2 separate regions of the Oryza sativa genome follow, and region 1 is linked to region 2. The links are chromatin contacts, called in public HiCAR-type maps. All regions are on one chromosome and are shown on one strand. The core of a region is the stretch at or near the end of the contact, and the rest is flanking DNA. Distances in the headings are between cores, read along the strand shown.

Region 1 (3,454 bases), core at 151-2,650, 150 kb before region 2:
AAGTTTGGGGCCATGTGTTTGATCACACCCGTCAGCACGCCAACCTTCCAAACCTTCTTAAGATCATGCGGTTTTCTGTATGGTGGTGATATTCCCATTGGAAGGCCTAAAGAAATCCACCAATCCTCATTTCCTGATGGCCACCATGGGGGAGGGACACCCTTATCCAGTGGGTACTTGCGCTGCTGCGGGCTGCAATGCTGCATCAACGATGAGAGCAATGATCCCAGGGTAGCATCCTGGAGATCCATCAAGCTATGCTGGTTCAAGACCCCTCTGCGCTTAGCATCAACCAGCATTGAGTTCTTAACCTCATACTTTGCAATGGCAACCGGCCCATTCACATCGAACCGAACCTTCTCCTTCCACCAAGCTCTAATGTTATCCGATGCACCACTGACAGGCTTCCCTTTATGAGGAATGATCCCATAAACAAACCCACGAGCATTGCACACCTCCATCAGCTTGAGCATGTACCTCAAGATCCCATCCTGGACTCTCGCCGTCTTCTTGCGGAGAGCCTGCTCAGACATCTTCTTTGTTTTGGACTCCTCTAGTGCTGCCTGCTGCAGAGCAAGCTTCTGCTGCCTCTCCTTGATCCTCTTCAGCTTGATCTTGTCTTTCCACATCCGTCGGGCCAGCTCCTCGGCATCAATCTCCTCATCACTGACATCATTCTCCGTGAGGTTCTCGACGCCATCAACCTCAAAGTCAGACGTATCGCCTAAATCCTCCGTGAGAATAGAAGGATTGCCCATTGAATTTACTGCTTCCTACCTTCCTTAACCAAATTATCTCATCACCCGAGACAACTCCTTGTGCTTAGTTGGCTTGTTCAACGATACCATCAAGAGAGGAATCTGCCCAATTTATGCATGTGGTCAGACGCAATACTAACAAAAATAAGAGTAATAGATTAGAATTGCAAAATCATACATGGAAATGTCAAAAACCCATCTAAAAATTTCCCTGGCTTTAATCTGCTAACTCTGTATCATCTAAACCATCAAGAACAGACGCCAGATCAATCCACACATATCATCATCCATCACAACTCACGACCTAAATTCCCAAACAGAAAATGATATGCCCCTTGAATCAAAACTGCACCTCTCACGACGACACGTTTCCGCACAACCTCGCTTGCAAAAGGCCGCAACCCTGCGGGGGATACAGGTAACGGAGACTGATCTCGAACCAATCAAACCCTAAAAAATCATGCGCAGCGAGGAAAAAAAACGGCGCCACCTATCCCTCGACCACAAACCCCCACCCTCAGAACAGCCGAAATGGATTGGCGGCGGCATTGAAACACACATACCTCGTCGGAGATGCCGCTCCCGCCGCCGCCGCCGCCGCGGAGTAATCAGATGAGAATGTCTGGGTTTGCAAGGCAAAAAGAGGAAGAAATGGAGAGAGTCGCTGTGGCGGAAATGGAAAGCAGCCGCGGTGGGATGACGTCACGCAAGAGGCTGGTTTTTTTTTTTGTGCTTTTGTTTTTGTTTCGAGTGTTTTGCCTTTTTTTTTTTCCTTTTTTTTTTACAGATGCTGTGCACTCCTTGTGTTTGTTTGTCTTGCTATCTAACACTTGCAGCCCTGCGTAGTGTGTTAGTAGAACTCAGAACAAATAAAAGATGTTATGATTTTGTTGATACGAGATAATAGGTGGAGTGTTATATTTTTAACAAATTCTGAAGGTTAGAAATTAATATGTTTTTATGCCGGAGAGTGGTGAAATTGTCTGTTGAATTAGCACTGCATCATTGTCATTTAAAAGTAAGAGATATCGACCTCTTGTTTTTGTTGTCGACTTCACGAGTGATGCACTAGCAAACGTGTATCTTAGCAATTAAATGAGCACGATACTTGACTTCTTTCGATATGTGTACGAAACGCTTAGGATGAGTGTAGAGTTGTATGGCGTACATGTATTGTATTTCTGTTAAGTTAATTTATTGAGGTATTGATTTCTTTTTTTTCTTTGTACTAACTAAATGAAAAAAAGGTTGAGAATGTTTTTGTCGCCTCTTACATGACAACAAAATAGGTAATCCTTGTTTTTAGCTTTTTATTGTGAAAAAGATAAGATTACATTTATTAGGATATATGACCAATCCGATAAACTTGATTCCATCCAAGTTTCTATATATAGTGGATTTAGAGAAGGTTCATTGAACCTGGTCGCTCCAGAACACATAAGCAGGCGAGGAAGCGTCTAGGTTCGATGTATCCTCCTCAGTGGTACACAGCCATGGCTCCAGTTGTCCACAAGACAGGGCCCATACAAAGGTTTAGTGTCCGATGGCGTGAGGTTACGGCCCACAGGTCCACTCCTCAACAACAAACCAGAGGCCCATATAGACGATTACCACAATAGTTTATATTTGACCAACAGTATCCCTAAATAGAACCCAATTCTAGAATTGAAGTTTATTTTAGAGTGAATGAAAAACTTGCTCCAATAGTTCTCCTAGAGATGTATCCAAAAAATTGGATTCCTCTTCTCCTCCTATCCACAAGTCGGGAGACACTCGCTCATATTTCCGTACGATCCCCTTCTCCTCCTAGTCAGGAGACACTCTCGCTCCATATTTCCGTACGATCCCGCTGTATCAGTTGGTAGTTAGGGGTAAGTCCACTTTTTATTATTAGGAATTATATATGTTGGAAATAAAAATTTATTTACACCTTAAAATCAAATTAGGAATTCCAAAAACAGAATTTGAGAGAGATTTTTAGGTATATGTCGGACATGCTCTTAAGGTACGATAGCCACATACTTCCTCCGGTCTTAAAAAAAAAATCAAATCCTACAATGAATCTGATTCGTGTTTTTTTTTTGACAGATGGAGTACTGGGAACTGATATATTCTTTTGCTCGTCTTCTGGCACTTGACATTACACAGATAAGACAGTTTCCTGAATGTAGAATTATAGATCAGTCACACGATTACAGCTCAGTTCAAGTAAAGGATACTACAACATAATCATCCCTCGAAAAAAAACTAGAACAAAACTTGACACTGAGAACCTCCTGGCAAACTGTCTTTGCAAGTGCAAAGTCTTTGCCAAGGTTTTTGCTTCTGTACTTTCAATTCTTGCCCCGACCACGCCTAGGTGGCACTGTAGTCCAACCATCAGCGTCAGGAACAGGCTTGGAAGGTTTTGGCTCGTCCACCGCCATCTTCTCCGCGCTGCCTGCTTCATTATCCATCATCGAAGGCTCACCATCGTCATCGTCGTCCTCGTCATCTGAGCTATCATCGTCTCCATCAACCACCATCTGCTCATGAGAAGGAAAACAATTATCAGGGTGTTGTGTTTCCGGTATAGTTATATTTCAGGCTTCCAGCAGACTTGCCAATGATGCAATCGTTATAAAGAGCTTTTGAACTATGCTCCAAGGATTATTCAGGAACAGAACCAATGCTAAAATTGGCAAAATAAGGCAGCG
Region 2 (3,500 bases), core at 377-2,876:
TGGGCTGCACTCGTGCAGGTATGCCAGCCCCCTCGCCGCGCCCTGCACGATGGACAGCCTCATCGACCACGGCAATGGCGTCGGCGACGCCGTCGGGCCACCTGAAACACAAACAAACACCGCGTTAGCTGCGGATCAAGTGGAGTAGAAGAAGGAATCGGCAAGAACAGATTCGTGGCGTCACCGTGGAGAGCGGAGTGGAGGGAGCCATTGGAGAGGTAGTCGTAGATGAGAAGCTTCTCGTCGGGCGCGTAGTAGTAGGCGCGGAGGCGCGCGACGTTGGGGTGGCGCGCGCGGCCGATGGCGGCGGCCTCGGTCTCGAACGCGCGGCGCCGGCGCCACCCGGAGTCGGAGCCGCCGTCGCCGTCGTCGGGCTCGCTGAGGCGGCGGACGGCGACGGCGGGGCCGTGGCCCGGGACGACGCGGTACACGATGCCGCCGCGGCTCTTCCCGACGACGAACGCGGACGCGCGGAGCAGCTCCTCCAGCTCCATCCCGAACCCGTCGTCCACCGCCACGAACACCTCCCCTTCCTCCCCGCCGCTGCGCCGCTCCTCGCTGCCGGCCAGCGTCACCGCCCCGCTCTTATCCTTCGCCGACTCCTTCTCCTCGTCCCTCGCCGTCGCCGCCGCGCACCGCCGCCGGCACTGCCACTGCAGGATCACCCCGGCGACGATGGCAACCACCACAATGGCAGCAAGAACGGGCACCGTCGGCGACGACCGGCGCCTCGGTGGCCTCCCGACCGCCGCCGCCGCGCCGGGGTTCATGCCACCATTCGCCTCGGGGATTCTTGGATCTTCCTTCTCACCGGCGCACTCCACCTTGAGCGGAAACCCGCAGAGCCTCGGGTTGTCGTCGAAGGCGGTCGGGCCCTGGTTGACGAGGGACCCCACCTGCGGGATCTCGCCGGCGAGGTCGTTCCCGCGGAGGTCAAGGCTCACCGCCACCGGAATGCCGCCGAACTCCGGCGGGATCCCGCCGGTGAAATGGTTGTAGCTCAGGTTGAGAACCCCAGAGAGACGAGGAAGCCCGGCGATCGCCGGCGGCAGCGAGCCGTTGAGCTGGTTGGAGGACAAATCGAGGCGGGACAGCGACACGAGCCGCCCAATCCCCGCCGGAACCTGGCCAGAGAGGAGGTTGTGGGCGAGGTCGAGCGCCGCGAGCTTCTGCAGCGCCGTGATGGCGACCGGGATCTGGCCGGCGAGCTGGTTGTAGGGCAGGGACAGCGTCACCAGCTCGGACAGCAGCGACAGCTCGGATGGGAGGTAGCCCGCGAGCGAGAAGTTGGCGAGCTCCACGCCGGCGACCCTGCCGCCACCGCCGTCGACGCAGGTGACGCCCGACCAGCCGCAGGGGTCGTTGTCGGCGTCCCTCCACGTCGAGAGCGCGCCATTGGGATCCTCCGACACCGCGAACTTGAGCGCAAGAAGCGCCAGCCCGTCCGTGTTCAGCGCAGCCGCCACCTCCACGCCGAGCACCACCACCACCACCACCACCGCCACCGCCGCCGCCCGCGCAGCTGCCGCCATTGCGACGGAAGTGGCCGCTCGCTTCCGAAGCTACCAATTTACAACCCTGCCACTGCCATGGCTGCGGAGAAGGCAAGAAGAAGAAGACAACAACGAGAGGCAGAGTAGGGAGTGAGCTGGGTTTAGGGGAGTGAGATTTAGGCGCGAAATGACGGAAATACCCACGGAGGGGTAGTTGGCACATGTGGACTCCGTGGTGATTCCTGGGAGCTGTGAGGGGTATTTTGGGTATGGGGATTTGAATGCTGTGGCGCACGAGGAATAGCGCTGGAGATGAGGTGGACTGGTGGATTCGAAGAGGGGGGGGTGCGACTTTTGCTAAAGTAATTAAGCGTGTTTGCATGTGGGAAATCTCAAGGGTTAATAGTTGATCCCCATGATTAATCAACCGATTAGCTGCCGCGAGTGAGTCAGACACTGTGCGGTGGGCCCATCGTGTCAGCCAGCACTCCCCCGGTTCAAATGCAGAAACGCACATGCCGGCCCTGTATAGACGGACTTAAAGTCCCTATCACATCGGATGTTTGGACACTAATTATAAATATTAAACGTAGACTATTAATAAAACCCATCCATAATCTTGGACTAATTCACGAGATGAATATTTTGAGCCTAATTAATCCATAATTAGCTTATGTGATGCTACAGTAAACATTCTCTAATTATGGATTAATTAGGTTTAAAAAAATTGTCTCGCGAATTAGTTTTTATTTATGTAATTAGTTTTATAAGTAGTATATATTTAATACTCTAAATTAGTGTCTAAATACATGAACTAAAGTTAAGTCCTGATCCAAACACCACCGTATACTACTAGCACTACAGTAATCTTTTCTGCAAATTTTGAAATTTGCACCTGGAAGGAAGGGGGAGAGAGAGCGCTTCAGATCTGTATTGCTAGTAGTGTTATATTTATCTATAAATTTAGAGCATGTACAATAGTAGGCTATAAGCCAGCTGTAAATATATTTTAAAGAGATAAATAAGGAGAGAGAAGGGTAGCGGGCTATAGATTTGTAGTCAGCTGTAGCACGAACTCTAAAACACAGTGTGTGTATGACAAGTGGGATGAATTAATAGTGTAGTATGTAACTACTGTATGAATGAGCTATTAGATTGGTTATAGATGAATTGGAGCTGATAGTTGGCTACACTATTAAACTTGCTCTTAGTTAAATTTGAAGCAATTTAATTTTGATTAAAATAAAAAACATATTATAATGGAAGTAGCATTTTGACACGCCACGAGGATTAGGGAGTGTATTAAAATTAGGTTTGGAAGCTGCTGCTGTTGCGAAACCCGGGTCGCTGACAGTGGTGTGCGTGTGTTTTGTGCTGATGCGTTTGCGTTGCACGGTTTGGTGGGCGTGCATCGGGAAGCGCGGCGTGGTAACGCGACAGCGGAGCGGTAGCGGCCAGAAGAGAAGGGTGGGGCAGCGCACCACCGGGGGTGGCTCGCCTCACAAGACGGAGGCCGGGCCTTTTGTCTCCTCTCCTCCCTCCCACACCAGTTTTTGATTTGTTTTGGCTGTGTTTAGATCAAATTTTCAGTTTTTTTCATCACATTAACACGTTATACACACACAAACTTTTCTGTCATATCGTATCAATTTTAATCCAAACTTCCAACTTTGGTCATTTGTTGAAACATTAGGGCAGTAGTAATATACTAATATCCAGAAACTTCTTTTGAATCTTTGAATGATGGGGGTATGTACAGCCCCATCATTTGGCTGTTGGGAGGAAAAAGCAAAACGACATATTTGCAAATAAAAAATAATTTGTAAATAAAACTTTTATATATATATGTGTTTTTAACGATCTAAAAACAAACGCTGAAAAGTAAACAACGATAATTAAACTCCAAAATTAACTTTAAATTTAAAGTTGAAAATTTAAATTTTATCTAATAAGTATAAAAGAATCGGTAATGTACTGATGACTGAACCAAGGTGGAGTAAAATTTTT

What was found. HiCAR-type assays count read pairs that join an accessible place to other places.
Region 1: a HiCAR-type map of leaf shows a contact between it and region 2, with 2.0 times the contacts expected there. The contact joins the promoter of LOC4345992 here to the promoter of LOC4345982 in region 2. A contact is called at or near these places in 4 of 15 Hi-C or Micro-C datasets (leaf, seedling and an unstated tissue) and 1 of 4 datasets of contacts at active chromatin or transcription factors (leaf).

What each region holds. Positions count from the first base shown.
Region 1 is chr8:25,355,288-25,358,741 of ASM3414082v1, reverse strand. LOC4345992 (ETHYLENE INSENSITIVE 3-like 3 protein) reads right to left here and starts at 1,400. Exons shown (of 4, transcript NR_175396.1): 1 at 1,322-1,400; 2 at 1-860. LOC4345991 (pre-rRNA-processing protein TSR2) reads right to left here. Exons shown (of 4, transcript XM_015793050.3): 4 at 2,853-3,283. The coding sequence ends at 3,092.
Region 2 is chr8:25,204,713-25,208,212 of ASM3414082v1, reverse strand. LOC4345982 (receptor protein kinase-like protein ZAR1) reads right to left here and starts at 1,626. Exons shown (of 2, transcript XM_015793277.2): 1 at 185-1,626; 2 at 1-101. The coding sequence starts at 1,532.